Regions from separate parts of the Mus musculus genome. Here all the other regions are linked to region 1. A link is a contact called in public HiChIP or PLAC-seq and promoter capture Hi-C data. All regions are on one chromosome and are shown on one strand. Each heading gives the region's core, a stretch centred on a gene start, on an enhancer-like site or on the middle of the called end of the contact. The rest is flanking DNA. Distances are from core to core; before and after follow the strand shown.

Region 1 (3,120 bases), core at 239-2,738:
TGGGAGCTTCCGTGCATTGATTTAAGGCGGAGTATAATGGGAAATGGAGTGGAGTTGGGATACGGGAGGGAAAGAGATTTGCTGTTGACCCTCTGAAATAAGTCATGTGACTTAACTGAGATGTCACCATTGTAAACAAAACAACAAGAGTGTCAGTGTTCATCGAAATGTAAACAGCTAACGAAAACAAGGGACTAGCACACTACACAACCAAGAATGGTGCCGTCAAGCTGTGTTGACGACACAGATGAAGAACTGAGAAAAGCGGGGGACATTTTCCCATTTTGTATTTGAGATGTAGGATTGCATCATGTGTCTGAGAAGAGAGATGCCAGTCTATGTAAATACTAGGTATCAGTGAGTGCTGGGGTCCCTCTTCGTTTTCTTAGTTTTGCCTCTTCTGGTTTCTAGTTTGTTTGTTTGTTTGTTTCAGCTGGTGAGTTGCTTTTGGCTTTTTTTGTTTGTTTGTTTTCTTTTTTAAATGTTTCCAGGCTGGTCATGAACTAATTTTTGAAGCAAACACAGATTGCTTTGATAACAGAAGCAGACTAACAATAAAGCAGCAAGCTAATATCCCAACCCCCAAAATCTCTCTAGCACATCATGCTGGATCAATATGGTTCCTGGAAAGGACGCACCTGATCTCCCAGGAGAACTAGGAGGACAACCATTTCTGCCCTGATCCCAAGTCTTTGGGTCTTGGTAGAGGGAGTGAGAGAAAAAGATGGGGGGGGGGCGGGGGGGGGAGGAGGAGAGGGGGCCGGGAACAGGAGGAAGACGGGCTTTACCCATGGAGTTCTGAGCAAACAGAACTCAGAAAAGAGGAATGTGTTGGAGCCTGAACTGGGGTCGCAGCTCCCCGGGGCCTAGGGGAGCTTGAGAACCAAGTGGGGCCACCTGCCTTCTTCTTGGGTGGAGGAAGAGGTAAATACATTGTACATGGAGTTCTCCACTGGGGCAGTGAACACTCTATCTGGATTTGTAGAGGAAGGGAGTTCTTTGCCCAACACGCCCCCAAAACACTCAAGACTTACAGGGTTCATGGATCCCAGGGTAGTCGCTAAACTCCAGCACGTAGAGGTACCTCCCCTTCACACTGCGCCCGATGTTGTAGAGCCGCGTGATGTCCGGGCATTGGTTGTGCACCTTGTACAGCGTCCGCACGAGGTCGTCGTAGCGGTGGTGACGAAAGGTCACCGGGGTAACAAACTTGGAGAGGAGGAGGAGGGGCAGGAAGGCTGAGGGCAGGTCTGGCATCTCGCGGAGCTTCTAAGGGGCTCTGAAATGTGCCCTCCCGCTCTCTAAGCAATCCTTTGCCAGTCTGGATCCAGAGCACAGAGTAACCAGCCTTGCACTCGCCGCACCTGCAGGAGACTGGGGACCCGCCTCTGCTATGCTGGGAATTATTCCTGTGGCCCCAGGATAGCCACAATACCCTCCGGGCTCATTTCTCTTCCTCCTCCTAAATCTGGAAGCCCTTTTGGAAGGATTCGGCGCATCCCCACTTTGAGAGGCTCATTGATTCTGGCTTACTGATTAACTGGACGGTAAACAGGCCTCAAGAAACAGCTGCTTCTAACCCTTTGATTCCCAGGGGCTTTTAAGAGAGTTGGCATGTGCTAGTTACAACTTACAAAGGATCTGCCCCGCTCCCTTTAACCCGTCCCCACCTCGTTCTGAAGCACGACTCTGTCTTGTCTTCCTGGCTCAAAGATCTTAATGGTAAAGCAAACAAATTGAGGAAATGAGGCACCTGCTCGGAGCAAACAATTAGAAATCTCATAGTTGATAATGTATCTGTCAATGATAAATACTTTGTAACAAATGGTAGGAAGATGATCCTATTTCAGCACCGGCATAAGAAAATGGGTTTCTGAGTAGCACTCCGCTAGCTCAGGAAATTAGAATGAGATTCTGCAGTTGTGACTGTAGAAATGTTTTAGTTTCTGCAGAGCAGAGCCTACAGAGCAGGAGAAAATGCCTGCCAGGTATGGATCCAATAGAGAATTAGTACCCAGAATTTAAAGAGCTCGAAAAATTAAATCCCAGGTGGAATGCACTGGCACCCAATTATAATTCTAGCACAAAGAGGCTGGAGGATTGTTGTAAGTTTGAAGCCAGCCTGGTCTTCCAGGCCAGCCAGGGCTAACTGATTATACCTTGTCTCAAAACACAAACAAACAAACAAACAAACAAACAAACAAAACTAAATAGGAGCTAGAGAGACGGTTTCGCAGTTTAAAAGCAAAGGCTGCTTTCCAGAGGACCCAGTTCTACACTCACATGGCAGCTTCACAACTGCCTGTAACTCCAGTTCCAGGGGACCTGACAGCCCCCTCTGGCCTCCACAGGCACCAATCACACACACGATAAACAGGCAAGCATGGGCCCAAAATACCTGTACCCATTGCATTTAAACAACAGCAACAGCAAAACAAAGCAAAAGATCAAACAATCCAACCAACGAGTAAAGGAGCCGAATCGCTGCCTTTTAAATCCAGATGGATAACATCTTTAATAGTCAGGAAAATACAAATGAAAACAAGATTGGAAGTCAGTCTCACACCAGCCAGAATGACTAACGTCAGCAAATGCTGGTGATGACACAGAGAAATGTAAATTAATCCCCAGCCTTTATGGACGCAAGGACGTGTTGTTGCTGTTTTAATTAAAAATAGGACTGCCATATGACCCAGATATCACACTCTTAGATGTATTCCCAAAGAGTTTCAGCACAGCTCAGTGAAACCTTTATATCTAAGTTTGTGGCTCTGTTCACCATAGGCATGTCCTGGAGTTAGCCTAGGCTCTCAGCAATGGGTGGGTGGATAAAATGTGATATACATACACACAGTGGAATATTATTCAGTCATAAAGAATAAAACATTGTTGCTTTTAAGAAAGGAATGGAACTGGAAAGGATGCAATGCTTAAGTGAGAAAGTCATATATATAATATACATATATATGTATATCTATATATACACACACAAACACATACACTAGAAACTAGCTGGAGTTGAGAGATAGGTGAGTGTGGCCAGTGGGCAGTTAAATACAATATGGTATGTATGAAAGTTTCATACAGCTCCCCCATTGCTTCATACAATAATTACACACT
Region 2 (3,066 bases), core at 198-2,697, 130 kb before region 1:
ATACCTGTGCCCGTACCTATGGCTACCTTCTAGGTCATTCTTACACAACCCTAAAACGACAAGGTGTCTGTGGACAATTGACAGGCCAGTGAGAAGACAGAATCAGCTGGGTAGTGGTGGCGCACGCCTTTAATCTCAGCACTGAGTACTGAGTTCAAGGCCAGCCTGGTCTACAGAGTGAGTTCCAGGACAGCCAGGGCTACACAGAGAAACCCTATCTCAAAAAACCAAAAAAAAAAAAAAAAAAAAAAAAAAAAACCAAAACAGACAAAATAAAAAACCATGCAGTTAGTGGTGTAACGTCAGCACGCAGGAGACTAGGATTATTGCAAGTTCAAGGCTAGCCTTGCTGAATTTGGCAGTGGCACAGAAGACAATGTGGCAGAATCTCCAGAGCATCACTAAACTGAGAGAAGACTCCGGTGGGCTTAAGTTCAAATACACCATGTCTGGCAAAGGTGGACTGCAAGGCCGTCCCTGTGCAGAGCCCCTCAGAAAGGCCACCTGCATTCATTCCCCCCTCCACACGTCAGAACCGTCTCAGGGTCAGGGCACACTGGCACAAGCACACAGCCGTGTCCAGCACGTGCTCGCTTCAACAAATTGCCTGATGGTGACAGAGGGCTCTTGACCGCACATTTCAAACACACAGTGTTTCTTGTCTTAAGAAAGAGAAGCCGCAGGACCTGACTCCTCCTTTTCATTAAATGCTGGGATTATTTTAGTCTCATCCAACTTTGTCTTTGTTTTGGTCCCAGGACCCTGCTCATGAAGGATTCTAGCTTTCTAGAGTCAGGGACCCTCCTGGGTCCCCGTCATGAGAGGCTGTCTTTGGATGCAATAAGAGGTACATCCTCTGATCTTTTACATGGATTCTGGGTCTGAATTCTAACTGCAACCTGGTAAAACATGATCAACGGAGCCACCTCATAAAGATGCGTTTAAAGAGCAAATGCTAAAATTGGCCTAGGTCCCCAGAATACTTGGGCCATCACGGTCTTTGGAACTCATACTTTTTTGATTTGAGGATATGTATATGTCAAATACGCATTCATTTCATAAGGCAAGTTATGATTACAAATTCTTTCTTGTTACTCAGTTCAGGTTTTGATAAGAAGGTTCTGAAAAAGCCCTGTTCTTCTCAGCTTGCTGCATTTTAGAATTCTGGGGAAATGGGTTACACTGAAGTCCAGAATCCTCCTTCAAAAAAAGAAAGCTACGAGCTGTTTGATTTTGAGTCACTCTCTGAACAGCCATGGACACTGCTGCAGGGGAAGCTGACAAAACCACAGGCTTTATATCACATACACTTTACAGTTTACACACAGAAGGCAAACACAGCGACATCTTCAGGATAAATAATTAAAGCAACTGTCTCTGAAAGTCATCAAAACAACAGTAATCTTTAGCAGGCAGCTTCCGGCTCAACCCGGGCTCCGCCCACTGTAGAAATCAGGTCAACTCTATAGTTACTTCCCCCTAGTCAAAGGCTCACCTCCGTTGTCCACGAGCCAGCGGTTCTGGCTGCCCATGGGGTCTTTCTTTTTGATCACGCCCACCAGGTCGCCTTCCAAAAGGGAGACATCCAAGTCCTGCGCAGCGTTGAAGTTCCGCTGGACGTGGAAGAGCTTTTCCGGCGGGTACCTCGCCAGCAGGGAGCTCCGCAGCTCTTCCGACTGCAGCATGTAGCTTGGCTGAAAAGGTAGAACAGGGCCAATGAGAAAACTCACGCTGGCACCCTGGCAGCTATGGTTAATCTCAGCCTGCCACGGCAGGAGGGAGGCACCAACCCTGAGCCACATTTTTATAATCGAGTCTGGCTGTGTTAGGTAAAAAGCACACTGCAATGTTTTAATGGCTCTGAGGCAAGCTAACACCCTTACTTTATGCAACAACAAGAACAACAAAACAAAAATAGGATTAAAATACAACCAAAGTTCTGAGGCTGGGGAGGTGCTGTAGCCCAGAGGCAGAGCATATTTTTTACATGTGTAAGGCCTTGGGTTCAATTGCTAGTACCAAAAAAAAAAAACCCAAAAAACCAAAAAACAAAAACCTAAAAACTTTTTTTTTTTTTTTTGGTTTTTCGAGACACGGTTTCTCTGTATAGCCCTGGCTGTCCTGGAACTCACTTTGTAGACCAGGCTGGCCTCAAACTCAGAAATCCGCCTGCCTCTGCCTCCCAAGTGCTGGGATTAAAAGCGTGTGCCACCACGCCTGACCCAAAAACATTTTAAAACAAGATTATTTATATATTATGTTATAGTGGTCTGCCTGCACGTATGCCTGCAGGCCAGAAGAGGGCACCAGATCCCATTACAGATGGTTGTGAGCCACCCTGTGGTTTCTGGGATTTGAACTCAGGACCTCTGGAAGAGCAGTCAGGGCTCTTAACCTCTGGAGAGCCATCTCTCCAGCCCCTAAAATAAAATTTAAAATGAAAACAAAAAATTCTAAATACCAAGCATATCACTAGGTCTTATATTATTGTTATATAGACCTAAATAATGAGAGTTAAATTAAAGGGAGGAGCTGGAGAGATGGTTCAGGGGTCAAGGATGCTCTCTGCTCTTGCAGAGGACCAGAGAACCCATTTTAGACACCTCACGACCATCAGTGTCTGGAGCCCCAGAGCATCCAACGCCCTCTTCTGGATTCCACAGGTACCTACACATATAATCTAAAATAAAAATCTTTAAAATGAAAAACTAAAGGCAATAGTAAATCCAATTCTCCCTTGTAAACAAATGCTCATGGGATTTTATGGAGCAAATGCCAATATAGGGAGGGTGACCCGTCCTTCTTGTCTAGAAGCCCACAGGATCTGATGTATCTTACTGCAAATTTTAAAATATGAAAGACCTGTGTTAAAAAAACAAAACAAACAAACAAACAAAAAAATCCCAAAAACCACAATGCTACTCCAGGCAAAGAAGTCATTAAAGGTTTGGCTGTGTTAGCCTAATACAAGATCAAAACCAGACCTGACTCATTTCCCTTAATTAACTTATCAGTGTACAAGTGCTTCACTAAGATCCAAGAAGGATTCAGGAGGCATCAAACTCC
Region 3 (3,137 bases), core at 23-2,522, 140 kb after region 1:
TACCTCGGTTTCAAGCTCACGGCGAGGCTGGAGATCAAAGCTGAGCCACAGTTTTTGGTGTCTACTTCTCCCTAGTAAATGGGAACTTGGTTATTGACACAGATTCAGGAATTATAAAGAAATGTAAAGAAACAAAAAACACGTTTTGATATATCTTTCAAATTTACACACAGATGTGAATTTGCAGTGAACTGCATACCTAGGCAATCAAACATGTAAGAACACTGGAATATTATAATTACAGAAATGACACAACTGTTGGAAACCAGAGGGTACAAGGTAAGGCAATCCCTTCATAGTAACCTCTAAAACAAACTTTAAGACTTCTTTTGAAAAGAGGTCTCTATAAACTACAAACTACAAACTACATCTGCATAATACGATTTATAGTGCACGTGTATCACACAGAGTAAGCTGTGGTCAATGCAGAAAGTAAACACTAACACTTAGAGCACCCAGGCTCCAGCGAACAGTCAAGGGCCTCAGAACCACACAAGCTGTCCTGCTGTTCAGACAAGGAAATGGCACAGCCACACCGATGCTGGAGAGCTTACCGGTGCTTTAACCCAGCACCCGGGAGGCTGGAGGCCGACGCAGGCAGATCTTTATAAATTCAAGGACATCCTGGTCTATATGGCAAGTTCCAGGACAGCCAGGGCTATATAGAGACCCTGCCTCAAACAAAACAAAACAAACAGAAGCTTGCAAGTAAAATATTGTCATGGTAGATTTGCTCACAGAATACTCCTAGCTCTCACCTTATGTTTGCTAAAGAAAGGTGACTGACCTTGAACTTGGTTGTAGTATCACAAAGATAGCCAAGTATATTGCTTTCTTCCTCATAAAAATCTTATATGGCTGTTTACAAACTCTGACCAAAGTCTCCCCCCCTACTGCCCTATGCTGGCTTTTGCTCTCCCAGAATGAGGGGCACCCTTTCTAGAAGGGAAGGAACCACAGCTGGTAAGGAAACTAGGCTCTTGGTTGTCAAACACTCTCCCTGATGACACTGGCATCCTGCTGACTTTTATGATCACAGACACTTAGTGCTGAGTCAGGGAGGACGGGTCTACACACAGGTCGCTCTGGGACAGCACTGAATTCGGGATCCAGTTGTGAGGGTTTATTCCCAGATTCAGTCTTACATTCCCCTCCACTGAGGCTCAGCTGATGCTTTCTACCCTTACACAACCTTCCCAAGGTCTTCTTAGGCATTGTTATGTCATAGTTTACAGTAACTGCCCCTTCTCAGGACTATTAATAAAAATACAGGGGTGGCCTCCAGGGCATTCCAGATTTGTGTCCATAACAGAAATTCAGGCTCAGCACCTTGTTCCCTATCTGTAAATATTTACACTATTGGACTCAATTTCACAATGACCTGATTTTGAAATATACTGTGATAGCCAAACCCAATATTCTGGAACGGAAGGGGAAATAATGCAACTGGAGGGATGCCAATAGCTATAGATCTCTCCACTGGGAATTAATAAACTTACAAAATATACAAAGAAGGCTAAGGGAGAATACTGGTAGAGAACGTAATTCCAGGAACCATTTGCTTATAATTAAGATTCCACAATCTTATCTGCAAATTATATTTTTATGAGATCAACTGTTTTTGTCAGTAGATGTACATTACAGAATCTTGAATTTTTTTCACAAAATGTTTCTAGTAAAAGGTACTAAGAGTTAACATATTCAAAATAGAGAGAAAAACTTTAAACCCCAACTTAAGCCAGTATAATTTGCTTTAAAATTGCAACTGAACAAGCACTACTCACAGAGGAATTCCCAAAGCTCCCCACGTACTTGGGCCACGGGGACGTGAGTAAGATATCAACACCTTTAAACTGGGAAGCCGAGCACAGCATTGTTCTCAGAGAAGACACATCCTTGGGACTAAAGCTGTGGGCTGGGACTGGTTCATCTAAGGACTCGGTCCCACTGAGGTATACAATCTGTAGCCCCGAGCTTCCAGTGAAGACACCTTTCCGACCTGGATTCAAAGAAAAATGAATGAGTTTTAGACAAAGCTGCAGGAGGAAATGTGGCACTTCCTCCTTCCCAAGGCTCCATCTCCTGGCTCTCTGCCTTTCCACTCATCTGAGTAAGTGTGACTTACTCAGAGTAAGCTACACTCTGGCTGCCATGTTCCCTAAGTTTGAAGAGCTCTTCTGTGGTGGCTGCTGGTCACTGACCGGAGTGCAGTGGCCTCTTACCCTGCACTCAGATTCTATGAACCTGGTGTCTACGCCCTAGAGTGCCTGTTTCCCCCGCTCCCCACCCATGCCAGCCTGTCACCACAGTACTGTCACCTCCTGGCTTCCCCTCACTCTACCCCCTTGACAGCTTGATTCTCTTCTCAGCTTTATTTTTCATGGTTGTAGATGTTACCAACTCCCCAGGATCTATAGTAGTCGATCTACTCTAGAAAGAACAATCAAATTCTATTCAGCTGCAGTGCCTCAGGCCATCACAGGTCCAACAGGACCACTGCCTGAAAGAAGGAACTGAGTGGAATTCACCAAATAAAATGGCTGACAAATACAGTAGTGTTCTTAACACACACTGAAAATACACACTGAGGATTGTGACAAGCCGGACCCATGTTCAGATTTCAAAATGTCTGTCTCACAACTGTAGCTAAAAATAAATAGGCAGAGGACAGAGAGAAGGCCCAGGCATTAAGAGAGAGCACTGGCTGCTCCTTCAGAGGATCTGGGTGCAGAACCAACATGGCAGCTCACAAAAGTCTGCAATTCCAGTTCCAGGCGATCTCCAAGAGTGCCAGGAACACATTTGTTACACACATGTGTACCAATAGACCCTTATACAGAAAATAATAAAAAATCATTGTGAAAAGCAGGGCTGGTAAGATGGCGCAAGGAAAGGTGCTTGCTTTGCAATCTAGAACCTGGGTTCAAACTTTAGAACACACATAAGGTGAAAGAAGAGAACTAACTCACCAGGTTGTCCCCTGAGCTTCACACTCACACTGTGGCAAGTGCACAGAGACACACACGGACACACACATAACAGTAAAGCACGGAGACGAGATACAGTTCAGTGGCAGACGACATATTTGCAAACGTGTGAAGCCCTGGGTTTGATCGCCAGTGACATAACTAACAACA

The links. Promoter capture Hi-C pulls out the DNA fragments that hold promoters and counts their contacts. HiChIP or PLAC-seq counts read pairs in DNA pulled down with a chosen protein or histone mark.
Region 2: a contact with region 1 is called in an H3K4me3 HiChIP or PLAC-seq map of embryonic stem cells, with 26 read pairs. The contact joins the enhancer-like site here to the promoter of Cpn1 in region 1. A contact is called at or near these places in 6 of 39 promoter capture datasets (the 3T3-L1 cell line, the C10 cell line, hippocampal neurons and 2 more), 1 of 484 Hi-C or Micro-C datasets (bone marrow-derived macrophages), 3 of 115 datasets of contacts at active chromatin or transcription factors (craniofacial prominence, embryonic stem cells and pancreatic cancer cells) and 3 of 9 other capture datasets (adipose tissue, liver and pancreatic islet).
Region 3: a promoter capture Hi-C map of liver shows a contact between it and region 1. The contact joins the enhancer-like site here to the promoter of Cpn1 in region 1. A contact is called at or near these places in 4 of 39 promoter capture datasets (hippocampal neurons, liver and stem cell-derived epiblast-like cells), 2 of 484 Hi-C or Micro-C datasets (embryonic stem cells and liver), 2 of 115 datasets of contacts at active chromatin or transcription factors (bone marrow-derived macrophages and embryonic stem cells) and 4 of 9 other capture datasets (adipose tissue, embryonic stem cells, liver and 1 more).

What each region holds. Positions count from the first base shown.
Region 1 is chr19:43,985,032-43,988,151 of GRCm38.p6, forward strand. It overlaps Cpn1 (carboxypeptidase N, polypeptide 1), which reads right to left and starts at 1,489. Exons shown (of 9, transcript NM_030703.2): 1 at 1,035-1,489. The coding sequence starts at 1,257.
Region 2 is chr19:43,850,729-43,853,794 of GRCm38.p6, forward strand. Dnmbp (dynamin binding protein) reads right to left here. Exons shown (of 16, transcript NM_028029.4): 14 at 1,496-1,694. Among named protein-coding and RNA genes, the nearest start is that of Gm24400, 5.1 kb to the right of the region's middle. Within about 2 kb of position 1,448, at least 40 of the 459 cell types and tissues checked have an H3K27ac peak or open chromatin away from gene starts, as enhancers often do. A contact at or near this core is called in bone marrow-derived macrophages and embryonic stem cells, where this site is marked.
Region 3 is chr19:44,127,414-44,130,550 of GRCm38.p6, forward strand. It overlaps Cwf19l1 (CWF19-like 1, cell cycle control (S. pombe)), which reads right to left. Exons shown (of 14, transcript NM_001081077.1): 5 at 1,785-1,999; 6 at 1-71. Among named protein-coding and RNA genes, the nearest start is that of Cwf19l1, 6.9 kb to the right of the region's middle. Within about 2 kb of position 1,273, at least 7 of the 459 cell types and tissues checked have an H3K27ac peak or open chromatin away from gene starts, as enhancers often do. A contact at or near this core is called in liver, where this site is marked.